2 separate regions of the Mus musculus genome follow, and region 1 is linked to region 2. The links are chromatin contacts, called in public HiChIP or PLAC-seq maps. All regions are on one chromosome and are shown on one strand. The core of a region is the stretch at or near the end of the contact, and the rest is flanking DNA. Distances in the headings are between cores, read along the strand shown. Region 1 holds the start of Apoo (apolipoprotein O). Region 2 has its middle 41 kb from the start of Mir7673.

Region 1 (6,035 bases), core at 1,761-4,260, 51 kb after region 2:
CTGAGGGCTGCCTTGATCCAGCCTCAGTGGGAGAGAGTGAGCCTAACCCTGCAGAGACTTGATGCTCCAGGGTGGAGAGAAACCCTGGGTGGGGCCCACCCTCTCAGAGGAGAAGGGGAGGGGGAATGGGAGAAGGGGCTCTGGGATGGGGGGACCAGGAGGGGGAGGTAGCGTTTGGGAAGTAAATAAATAAGAAAAAAAGAAAAAACCCCTCAATTTTAATTTACACATTAAGAAAACAAACACACAAACAACACAAAAAAACCAAAACAAACAAATAAACAAAGAAGGTGGGTAAGTTCGTTATTTGTCTAGTTGTGGAATTACAACAGAAGGCAAAAGGATGGCTTCTTACGCTTTTCTTGCCTTTATCTTTGCAGCACGAGCAGAGAATGTCCTGCGGAGCTTTTCTGGGAGCTGACTATCTGATTTTGGACCACCAGAACCTGTTGTATTTGAGGACTTTTCCATTTTCCCTACAAAGAAATAATCTGAACACACATAACATTAAGCTTTTAAGGTTATAATCCTCACGTTCTTATATTTGGACTAGACTCAAATGTCCTATGATTGTTGTGTAAAGTTTTGAATCCCTTTAAGAAGAAAGCAGTGTGCTTTTAGTGTTGTGTCCAGTTTGTACCCTTTCCATACTGAAATACCACATGCTATGTCAGAAAGACTGGACCTCTCCATAACCTCCTAATCCGTCTCCCTTTTGCCCATCTTTCTCCTTCTAGTCACTGTAGCACTGAAGTTAACTTGTCTTTTTGGGACACAGGGTCCCACGTAGCTTAGGCTGGTCTCAAATTCAATCTGTAGCAGACAGTAGCTTGAAGCTAAACCTCCTGCCCCAACACCCCATGTACACTGGGATTACAGATGATCACCACCACACCTGGCTCTTGAAGTTAGCTTTTTGGAGCAATAATTCAGGATTGGTCATTTTCCTCACAAACTCCTTACTGGCAGGGGATATTTTTCTGAGTGGAGAATTTTACACATTTTCTAAAGATTTTTTTTTGGTCCATTTTTTACTGAACACTTGTGAGACTAATCAAATTGCTTAACCTCTCCGTGGTTCCGTCCCCCTTTGGTGTTTTGATCAGTACGTAAGAGATTACTGATTCTACCAAAAAGTTTTTACTCTTTTAAGTATTACATTCCCGTCTGGATGAAGCTCCCCAAATTCTTACTCATATCTTCAAAATACCTTTTAAAAGGAAATTTCAGTAACACGTGTCTTCTTTATGCATAAAATAAAAATTTAATAACGATTGTACTTTTGTAGTAATGAGCATAAGTGATATTTTTAGTTAGCTGCTGTGACTGTAAATGGTTTGAAAATACCTGCTTTCTATTGGCGACACTCGCAAGTACTGCTAATACTAAGGTTTGTTGCCTACACCGTACTTAAATGCTAAAGTTCAGTTAGAGTTTAGTGAAGGTGAAATTGTCATTTCCTTCTTTTCCTAGTTCACATACCCCCGCAACTCCTGGCATTAAGCAAGCGCTTTGGCTGTAACTTATCATCACCATGCTTCCCACTTCTAAGATGTTACCTTACTGATGCAGACAGAGCCTTCCGAGTCTATTCAGTATTTCTCCTCAGGGTCTGGAGATGGAGATGGCTCGGAACACACAATTCTGTTGAGAAGGGGGAAAAAAAAGCCGCTCGTAACATTTGGAAGTTGGTCCGGCAGTAGGCTGAGCTCTAGGGCTTTCTCCTCCCTGAAACTTTCGAACACCGCAAAGTCCCGCTTTAAAAAAAAAAAAAAAAACCAAAAAACTTTGACCACAAATCACTGAACTAAAGCTCCGATACTACATACTACGACAAACCTAACTTCTTACCGAAGCGCTCCAGCTTGTCCCAGACGCGCGGCGCGCCTTTTCCTTCTCTCTCTCTCTCTCTCTCTCTCTCTCTCTCTCTCTCTCTCTCTCTCTCTCTCTCTCTCTCTCTCTCTCTCTCCCTCAGCGAATAAAAACCCCCCTAATTTCCTTAAGGACAGGTGTGTCCCAATCAGTCTCTGGGTAAAAGGACAAGTGACCTTACACTGAAAAAATCTCCGCATCTCCAGGACGCCCGCCCACAGGGCTTCTTCCATTTTCTGTCGAATTAGGACAGAAACGAAATATGAAATACGCCGTCTTTATCGGACCCGCTAGTGTTCCCTGAGGCTAGCGCTGAGATTTCAAGAGGCAGCCTACCTGGAGTTGAATCCTAGCCTTAGATTTTTCACAGCCTTGGACGCTCGGCCGTGACAATTGTGCCCATAGACTTGGGTGGAAAAAATGAAATTATTAAACCAGCGACAACGCCAGTTTTTCTCGCAAATAGCCAAATACTGCCATTTTACGTCTACAAGTATTAAATGGGACCAATATTTGATTGTCAGATTTACACTTTAGTACTTTAAAAAGAAAAACACCGGTACCGGTCATTTTTTCACAAGTAAGCGACATGTTACATTTAGTTTAAACGTAAAACTTAAGGACCGTTCAGCGCAAGGTAAATTCTTTAAGGGAAAAACCTTTTATGAGGTAAATCGATGCCCCAAGGTCGGGTCGATCCGCTGCTTCTCCCTAAGAGACTGGTGCAGTTTACCCTCGTCCGTCGGGCGCCACCGCCTGGCTGCCTCAGCGTGCAGGATTCTCAACCCTCGCAGCCGGAGCCTGGCAGTGGAGGCGAAAGCCAGTCCCCGGCGCGGCAGGGAGCCAGAGAACCGCCTTCTTCTCACCACAGCGTGCGGCCGCCCACACGGACCTGCAGCCTTTTGCCGCCTAGCAACAGCCTGCAAGGAGGCAGGACTGTCTAGGAGGCGGGGTTTGAATTTGTTAGGTTCCCGCGCGCGCCTCTCGGTTGCTAAGCAACGCGACACGCCACCTAGCGGCGCAGGCCGAGCTTTTGGCGGGTTAAGCTGGCGTCACAGCATCATCTCGTGCTCGCTCGTGGTCAAGGGAATCAGGATCTAACCCGGCCACCGTAGTTGCCTTTTTTATAGTGGGAGGGGCCAAGGGAGGGGTGACCCTGCCGGAGCCGCGGCTGCCAGCGACATGTTCAAGGTGAGAATGTGGAGCCGGGTCACAGCTGTCATTGTCCCCTCTCAGCCTCCAGGAGCCCTCCCCACGCTCCCGGGCGTCTTTTTGGGGACCAGACTCGGTTCCTCCTGAGGCCTTTTTCACCTCCGGGCTAAATTCTGGCTTGGCGGCGGTTCATTCAGCACTCGGTACCAGCACCTGTGAGGTTGTGGAGTGAAACCCTAGATTGGTGGGATCGGCCCTTTGAGCTCTCTCGCGAATGAAACACTTTGAAAAGTTAAAACGCCTCTATCGTGCCCACCTCCTCGGCTAATGCCCTTTTGGGGTTGTGGGGAGGATGAAGCCAGGTCTGGGCGCTGCAGGGTTTGTGGCTTTGGTTGCTTGGCAGGATCAAGTTTCAGAACCTGGCCCGTGGGTGGGGGAGGGTCAGCTTCGGAGGATGTCGGGGATGCTGGCTTGGGGCGGGGCGGGGGGGTCTCTCTCTCTCTCCCCCTCATCCCCCCCTCTCTCCCTCCCTTCCCCTCCCTCCCCCTCCCTCCCCCTCCCCCCCTCTCTCTCTCTGTGTGTGTGTGTGTGTGTGTGTGTGTGTGTGTGTGTATGTAGCTGGAGCTTTACTGCCCAGTGAGCATTAGTATGAAGTCGACTCTTCTCCCCTCTTACAGTTTTTTCGAACTGTCCTCCATAAGATGGACATTTACAGTGAAGACTTTCAAAAACCTGTATTTTAGCATAAATTATTCTTTCTTAAACGGCAAATATATTTTGTCATTAAAAAAACCCCACAGGCTGTGCACACCTTTAATCCCAGCACTCAGGAGGCAGAGGCAGTGGATAAATTCATGAAGATGAGTTCGAGGATAGCCTGGTTTACGTAGCGATTTCCAGGACAACCAGTGTTACATAAAGTTTCTGTCTTAAAAAATAGCCACAGGCAGCCAGAAATCTACAAAATCAAGTCTCAAGAAACACAATATTTACAGAATGGTGCTAATGAAATTTCAGACTTGTGCTCCTCATTTCAAAGTTTCTTGCAGCTGCGGTGGGTGTTTGAGGCACAATAGTAAGGGCTGCAAAATGAGACCATGGCTTCTGCCTTCCAGTGCTGTGGTATTGTCAGTTACTAGCTATATGATAATGGACATGTCACTTAACTCCACTTAACTGCCTGTTCCCCCCCCCCCCCATTGTGAAATTAGGGTAATAAAGTCTAACTGTTAAATACTGAGGGGAATTATGTCACTAAATGCAGAGGAAGGATGGACACTGAACTCATAGATTTGTTGGCTCAGCAATGCCATCAGGGTTTACTATGGCATTTACTATGGCATTGTTGGTCTTCCTTATGGTTTCAAGATGACTGACATAACAGTACTTTCTTATTCACTAGGGGAAGAGGAGAGGATAAAACTCCCAAGCTTGGAGTATGTTTTTTCTTCAGGTCTGATTGGACCAGTATGGGTCAGGTGTCTGTCACTAGCCTCATTGCAGTTGCCAGGGAATGCTAGTCTCTGGTTAGCTTAGGCTAACAGGACCACTGCGTAAGCACAGGGAAAAGGAATGGCTTCATGAAAAGGTGTAATGGAAACTGGATCTGCAGCCAACAATGCCCATGTCGGGTATGTTCAGATAAGTTTGTGCAAGTGTGCACTGACTTTGGCTCTTTGAAAATCTTTCATGATCCTGATACATTTAATTTATTGATGGACATGAAAGATTAGCATAGCTTTATGACTCAGATAAAAAATGCGATTGTAAAACAATGGTTCTCACTGACTGGTACTACCCACTTTGAGGATGTTTTGGAAATTCCAGGGGTTCTTTGTGTCTTTAGTTGTGTTGAACATCTGTTTTATTTTTTATGTGTATTAGTGTTTTGCCTGCATATATGTCTGTGTACTACATACTTGCCTGGTACCTACAGAGGCCAGAAGATGGAATATGATCCCCTGGACCTAGAGTTACAAATGTTTGTTAGATACCATGTGGGTGCTGGGAATGGAACTTGGGTCCACTTCTGCCAACACCGGGCCCCTATCTGGTGCAGACCCTTGCAGGCCTATGCATGATGCCATAGTCTCTGTGAGTTCACATGTGTGTCTATCATGCTTTGCTTAGAAGGCCCTGTTTCCCTGAGGTCCCCATTCCTGTTGGTCCTTACAGACTTTCCTCCTCCTCTTCTACAGGGTTCTCCGAGCCCTGAGGGGAGGGTTTTCATGGAGACATCCCATTTAGGACTGACTGGTCCAAGATCTGTCACTTTCTGCATATTGTCCAGTTGTGGGTGTCTATATGTGTTCCCATCCATCTGCTGTAGGGCGAAGCTTCTTTGATGATGGTTGAGCAAGACACTGATCTATGAGTATAGCAGAATGTCATTGGGAGTCATTTTATTGCTACATTCTTTAGCAGAACAGTAGTATTTGGATTTCTGCTAGATCCATGGGGCTATCAAGTCTCAGGTTTTTGGGCAGCTGGGCAGTGTCAGGTATGGGTTCCACCTCACGGTATGGGCCTTAGTTCTAATTAAATATTGGTTGGTGACTCCCACAACTTTTGTGCTGCTATTGCACCAGCTTGTCTTGCAGGCATGTCACCATTATAGATCACAGGGTTTGTAGCCAGGTTGGTATTTATCTTTCTCCTCTGGTAGTGGTATTTATCTTTCTCCTCTGGTAGTGTACACAGTGCCTTCCACTATTATATATAAAAATAGATATATATTATATATAACTCAAATAATGTGTCAGTGAATGACAAATTTTATTTGAGAATAGGAAGAATGATACCAGGTATTAGCAGTTGAGAGCCACAGCCCATTAAACTTGAATGTGCATATGACTCTTCTTAAAATCTAGACTGGGATAGGACCTCAGATTTTCCTTTTTCTTTTCCTTTTTCTTTTTCTTTTTCTTTTTCTTTTTCTTTTTCTTTTTCTTTTTCTCTCTTTCTTTTCTTTTTTTCTTTCTTTTTTAAAAAATTTTTTTTAGCATCTCCAT
Region 2 (6,274 bases), core at 2,560-5,059:
AGTGAGGACATGACCACTCTACTCAGCTACAACAGGAACTGGAGGGTGTGAACCTGGATGAGCTGTGCCAAACCCAAGGATTACCCCTTCCACGCAGAAGTCTGAAGCTGCGGCAGACGGATCCCCGCTCTTCCTCAAGCGGCTTGCACCTGTTCTGTCTGCCTCGTCTGCCCTTGCAAGTGTCCTGTGCCATGTGTCCCTCTGAACTGGGTGGCACCTTGCAAACCAGATGGTGAGAATTAATTTGACATAGAATCTGGAGGGCAGTACCAGTAGCCGAGGTTTTTCTTCAAGCCTTCCTTGGTCTTTCTTCTTACCCACCCGGAGGACTTTAACATGAGTACCCTTTCCAACCAAAGAGAAGCAAGATTTAAAGCCCAAGTCATGCCACTAACACTTAAGTCTGAGTGCTTAGAACTGTAATGCTATGGATCAGACTTCTTGCCTCAAATAAAAACTGCTTTTGTGAAAAAACAAACAAACAAACACCCAAACAACAACAACAACAACTTATTTTATACTCAGAGTGATAAAACTTCAGGACTTCAAAGACAAGTAGAAGACCTTCAATGATATTGACAGCTGGAAGACAGTGAAACAGTATCCCCGAAGCAATAAAAGCACAAACTGTCTGCGTAGTCTTTTATACCCACTAAGTAAACCTTTATGAATGATGTAGTGATAAAGATATTTTCAGTCACAAACAGATATCATTAAAAAAACTTTGGTCCACACTTATTTAATGAATTAGTGTGTGTGTGTGTGTGTGTGTGTGTGTGTGTGTGTGTGTGTGTGTGTGTTTTCAAGGGCACACGTGCATGTACAGGCCAGAGGCAAATGTCAGGTATTTCCCTAAATGGTTTCTCACCTTAGTTTATGAGACAGGTTCTCTTGATGAGCCTGAAACTCAACGAATCAGGAGCCTCCTGTTTTTGTTTCCCCAGATCTGGGGTCACCTTGGCTTTTTTTTCTGTGGGTACCAAGGATACAAATTGGATCCTCGTACTTACATAGCAAGCAGCCTACCAATTTAGTCTCTAAAAGAGCCTTCCAAAACATAGCCCAGAAGGATAAAAGCCTCTGGAATGCAAGAAGGAATAGTGATTAATAGCCAGCACAGAAAGTCCTTGCTAGAAAATGAAAAGATATATAATCTGAAAGAAGAAAGCAACCCATTTTTATAGACAGTCACTGCAGAGACACTCGAGGAGGCCACAAAAAAGGTTTGCTAGAACCAGTACATGGATTTAATCAAGGTCACAGGATATGAGATCAATACATAAAAACCCATTTGTATTTGTATACAATGGCAACAAAACATTGGAAATTGAATTTTAAAATGGTAACATTTGCAATAGCACTAGAAATTCCAAACCCTTAGTCATAATTCTTACAAAGAATTATTCTTACAAGGTCTGGAGGCTCAGCACCATAAAACTTCAATGAAAAACATCAAAGATGGCCAGAGTAAATACAACCTGCTTCCTAAACTGAAGCCTTGCTGTGGATATCTTGGTGACAGATAGCCTAAAAGAGGGTCTCCAGTGAGCCTTGCCTTCTGGGCATTTACATAACCCCTCTCTTTTTTTTTTTCCATTTTTTATTAGGTATTTCGCTCATTTACATTTGCAATGCTATACCAAAAGTCCCCCATAGCCACCCACCCCCTCTCCCCTACCCACCCACTCCCCTTTTATGGCCCTGGCGTTCCCCTCATAACCCCTCTCTTGAAGGGTACACTGGAGGGAGATATGCACTTGCAGTAAACAGAAGAGGCAAGAAGCAAGTCTGGGGAAGTATCACCTCCTAGATGGGCTTCCTAAGAGGCCATGTTTCTGCTGGGCACTCCCTCTCACACTCCCGAGTGCGTTAGTAGCCGTGTTGTGAGCAGTTCTAGAGAGGCCAAGGGAGCTGTGGAGAGTCCTCCAGCCACAATTAGCAGGGAACGGTATCTTTAAATATATATATTTCGTTTGTTTATTTTTATTTTATTTTACATGGGGTGTTTTGCCTGAATGTATGTTTGTATATCACTACATGCCTGATGCCTGAGAAGGCCAAAAGACGGCATGAGATCCTTTGAAGCTGGAATTACAGATAGCTGTGAGCTGCCATGGGGTTACCGAGAATCTAGGACTAGAACTCAGGTCCTCTGAAAGAACATTTTGTCTTCTTCTTTTTTTTTTTCCTTAGATATTTTCTTCATTTACATTTCACATGCTATCCCAAATTTTGTCTTCTTAGCTGCTGGGCTGCTTAGCGTTTTGTTTGTTTGCTTTTTGTTTGTTCATTTTTCAACATGACAGAAGCTGGAGTCACCTTGGGAGAGAGAACCTCAATTGAGAAAATGACTCCATCTGATTGTCACGGAGGCAAGCCCTTGAGGCCATTTTCATTGAGGTGGAGGCCCAGCCGTGTGTGTGTGTGTGTGTGTGTGTGTGTGTGTGTGTGTGTGTGTGTGTCTGTCTGCCTGCCTGTGTGTCTGTCTGCCTGTCTGTGTGTCTGCCTGTGTGTGTGTGTCTGTCTGTCTGTGGGTGTGGTGCCCCCCCCCCGCACTCCCTCCCCCAGGAAGTATGAAAAGGCAAGCCATGGGGATGAAGCCAGTAAGCAGCAGCACCCCTCCATGGCTTTTCCTGTGTAGTTCCTGCCTCCAGGTTCCTGCACTACTTGAGTTCCTGGCCTGGCTCCCCTCAGTGATGGAGTATATGTGAAACTGTAAACTGAAATAAACCCTTTCCTCCCAAGTTGGTTCTGATCGTGGTGATTATTATAGACAATAGAAAAGCAAACTGGGATCTCTCCAAATCTACACCACGGATGGGTGTGTGGGTATCCTTAGAGCCATCAGAACCTCTGGAGCCAGAGTCACAGGCAGGAAGTGAGCTGCCCGATAGTGAGGCTGGGAACTAAACTTCGATCCTCTGCCAGACAGCAAGTGTTCTTAACTGCTGGTGAGGTTAATCACGCAGACAACTCTTATGACTGTGGACATTCCCAGCAGATCGTTACCTCAGCTCTGGCTGACGACTTGATTGCAACCTTGTGAGCTAAGGATCCTGAGGTAGGAGGCCCTGAACTCTACCCAGATTCCTGAACCACAGGATTTGTGAGGTAATACGTATGAGTGTGACAGGCCACTAGGTTTTGAGCCATTTTGTAAGGTAGTAATAAAGAAAATGTCATATTTCTCCAAATTCATGAAAAGATTGCCAGGAGCCTCAACCCCAGGAAGGCTTTTTGTAGAAAATTTCAAACAGACCTTGTACATTCTTTGTAAGAATTATGACTAAGGATTTGATATTTCTAGTGCTATCACAAACTTTATAGTTTTAAATTTTAATTTCCAATGTTTTGTTGCTGTTGTATACAAATACAATGGGTTTTTATGTATTGATCTCATATCCTGTGACCTTGACTAAACCCATGTACTGGTTCTAGCAACCTTCTTGGTGTGCTCTTCGAGTGTCTCTGCAGTGACTATAGAACCAAGTGATCCACCGACTGGAACAGGGAGGGCGGGAGAGACCTGCATGGAAGCAGTCCTTTGATTTGTTTTTGACAAGACTACAAAGGTGATTTTATTTTTTAATTAAAAAAACTTATTAAGTTTTCATTTTTTTGACATGTGTGGTTGTGTGTGGATGTGTATGACGTGGCATGCACATGGTGGTCAGGGGACTTCTGACAGAGTCAGTCCCCTCCTGCTACGTGGGTCCTGGAGATTCAACTCCCATTCTCAGACTTGGTGGCAGATGCCTTGCTCCACTGAGTCATCTTGCTGGCCCCAGAGGTGTTTTTCCAAAAAGATAGTATCTTTAAGGAGTGTTTCCTGGGGGCTACTGGACATTCCTATCTAGCAAAGCAAAGGGCTTTGTTTTGTACAAACATCAGCAAACTTCAACAAAACATTAGACACATGAGTGCATGTGACACATGCCTTAATGGGCCCAGGAGAGAAATGTAGATAGTTTTTAAGTTTCATAACTAAAATAGTATAGTTTGGGGAGGGGAGCAGGATTTCTCTGTGTAGCCCTGGCTGTCCTAGAACTTGCTCTGTAGACCAGGCTGTCCTGCCTCTGCCTTCTCTGTGCGGGGATTAAAGGCGTGGACCACCACTTGCACAGCCCTAAATTGTACACTTTTTTCTTTTTACATTTACTCTTTTACAAACTTTGTTTTGAGCTACATTTACTTGTGTGTGCCGGTGTGTGTATGTCTCATGGTGCACATGTGAAAGTCAGAAGACAGCCTATGGGTTCTGGAGGTTGAACTCCAGTCAACAGACTTACTTGACATCAAGCGCTCTTCCCTCTGAAATGGTCGGATCTGGCCCTTCCTGGTAGACCTGTTACCCTGGGGCTTCTCTAAAAAGAGAGGTGAGAGGCAGCAGAAACACTTATGAGAACACATTCGTTCAGTTGCTCTCTCTGCAGTCCTTATGTGGGGAGGTGGGAAGACAGTCATGACATGAAATGCACAAATGGACTGAACCTTTGGGAAAAAGGCCTCGAATCAGTCAGCAAAGAAACACTCCTGAAGGATCACAGCTCTTCCTGGGCCATCAGGCCCACCAGCGCTGCCTGTACCTCACCTGCCTGAGTTTGGGGCAGCAGACAGTCCTGAATGAGGGCCACTGCAGCTGCCTCTGTCAAGCTGCTGAAGTCCTGCGATGTTTTGACAGGGAGGTGGCCGGCCAGCTCACAGAGCAAATGTGTTCTCATGAGTGTTTCTGTTGCCTCTCACCTCTCAGAGAAGCCCCAGGGTAACAACACTAAATGCCCCACTTTCCTTTATTCCAAAGCTGGACTTCCGGGCCCATAGAATGACTCGGATCCCACTGAGGTCTGAGGTCCATGATGCCTGCCCGGGTGGAGCTCCCGGGTCACAAATAAGTTATGAACAATCTCACAGTCACTCAGGTAGTCAGTAGCTCCGCATACCCTGCTAATTAACGCTCCCAAATCAGGTCCTGGCCCACTCGTGTAAAAGAGAAAGCCAGGAGCCGGCAGGGCCTGCAGCAGATGGGTCAAGGGGTGTGCTTGGCGCTCCCTCCACAGGCAGTGGGTGGGCCAGGTAAAGATGGTTCGCAGAGGCCAGACCTCCCAGGCTGTTGAAGCCAACCTGGAAGCCTGGGTCAAGCTCAGTAGGACAGCTTCTAGCCCCACCCGTAGCACTCCAGGCAGCAGCCGTTGGGGAAGCCCATGAGCAGGTGCAGGCACCAGCAGCACATGACTCCAGGGAGCTGACATTGATCACTACAAGGACGTCCTCTTGCTTTGGAGCAGCTGGGCCATTAAGCTCCCTTTACACAAGGGAAAAGGACTTCTCTAGGTCGGATTTTATTGAAGTGAAACTGTTCCGGGCCAAACTCCTGCCTCACACTTTTGATATTCTGAGGGCGCCTCCTCTGTATCCCTTGCTCTATATGCGGCTGAGCTACAAACCCCACGGAACCAGGGAGGATTTGGGTCTGCAGATCTTCTAGGCGGTATCGAAACAGGCCCAGTTCCAGCTGCTGCCTCAGTGCAAAGCAGACTGCAGAGTCAAAGTGGGGTAGTGGTAGTGTGTCCACGGCACTACGTGAATTCCTTGGCCACTGAATTTCCTAGCCAACGAGATCCTCCTGGCCATAGACAAAGTCAGGGATGCCCTGTTTCTCCCAGTCCTCAGGATCTGGAGGCAGCAGATAGGAAGTCTCCTGTGAATGATGTGGAACAGCCACGAAGGCTACTCAATATGGTCTGGGCTGACCAATGGTGGCAGCTGCTCGCAAGGACGCGTCTAGGCAGTCTCAAGGCGGTGCTGAAGGCCCAGAGGGTTCCTAGAGAGCTGTTGGTCTTCAGTCTGAGTTGGCAGCTGGAAGGCGATGATTCTAATGTCATCAAAGGAACTCCTTTGTGGCAGGAACAGGAGGATACTTATCAGCAAGCCAAGGCAAACAGGCAAAAGCCGAGTTTCCAGCTTCAGTTTCCCTTTTGTACGGGTTGCCACCTGAGCACACTGCGCAGTGGGTTTTCGCACTTCAAATAAGCTGATCAAGAAAATCCCTCACAGGAGTGTCCAACAGTTTCCCTTCTACTTGACTCCAAATCCAATCAAATTGACCACCAAGATCACAGAATTCACGTTTCCTCCTCCGGAAGCTTGGAATCTTCACTTTTTCACACAGTGATATGTTCATTCATACTTGCATCTGATTATTATTTGAGAGGAGGGAAGGGCAAACCTTGGTCCCTAAAGCTGGAAGCTTTCAATTTGTGGGAAGAATCAAAGG

What was found. HiChIP or PLAC-seq counts read pairs in DNA pulled down with a chosen protein or histone mark.
Region 1: a contact with region 2 is called in an H3K27ac HiChIP or PLAC-seq map of trophoblast stem cells, with 11 read pairs. The contact joins the promoter of Apoo here to the enhancer-like site in region 2. A contact is called at or near these places in 8 of 39 promoter capture datasets (the 3T3-L1 cell line, 3T3-L1-derived adipocytes, embryonic stem cells and 4 more), 1 of 15 datasets of contacts at CTCF or cohesin (embryonic stem cells), 4 of 484 Hi-C or Micro-C datasets (bone marrow-derived dendritic cells, brain, embryonic fibroblasts and 1 more), 4 of 115 datasets of contacts at active chromatin or transcription factors (embryonic stem cells and trophoblast stem cells) and 3 of 9 other capture datasets (adipose tissue, liver and pancreatic islet).

Annotation. Positions count from the first base shown.
Region 1 is chrX:94,364,100-94,370,134 of GRCm38.p6, forward strand. It overlaps Apoo (apolipoprotein O), which reads left to right and starts at 3,011. Exons shown (of 9, transcript NM_026673.4): 1 at 3,011-3,063. The coding sequence starts at 3,055. Fam90a1b (family with sequence similarity 90, member A1B) reads right to left here and starts at 2,678. Exons shown (of 10, transcript NM_001362881.1): 1 at 2,532-2,678; 2 at 1,560-1,644; 3 at 356-491. The coding sequence starts at 471.
Region 2 is chrX:94,312,737-94,319,010 of GRCm38.p6, forward strand. It overlaps the pseudogene Gm5400 and the pseudogene Gm14826. Among named protein-coding and RNA genes, the nearest start is that of Mir7673, 41 kb to the left of the region's middle. Within about 2 kb of position 3,810, at least 4 of the 459 cell types and tissues checked have an H3K27ac peak or open chromatin away from gene starts, as enhancers often do. A contact at or near this core is called in trophoblast stem cells, where this site is marked.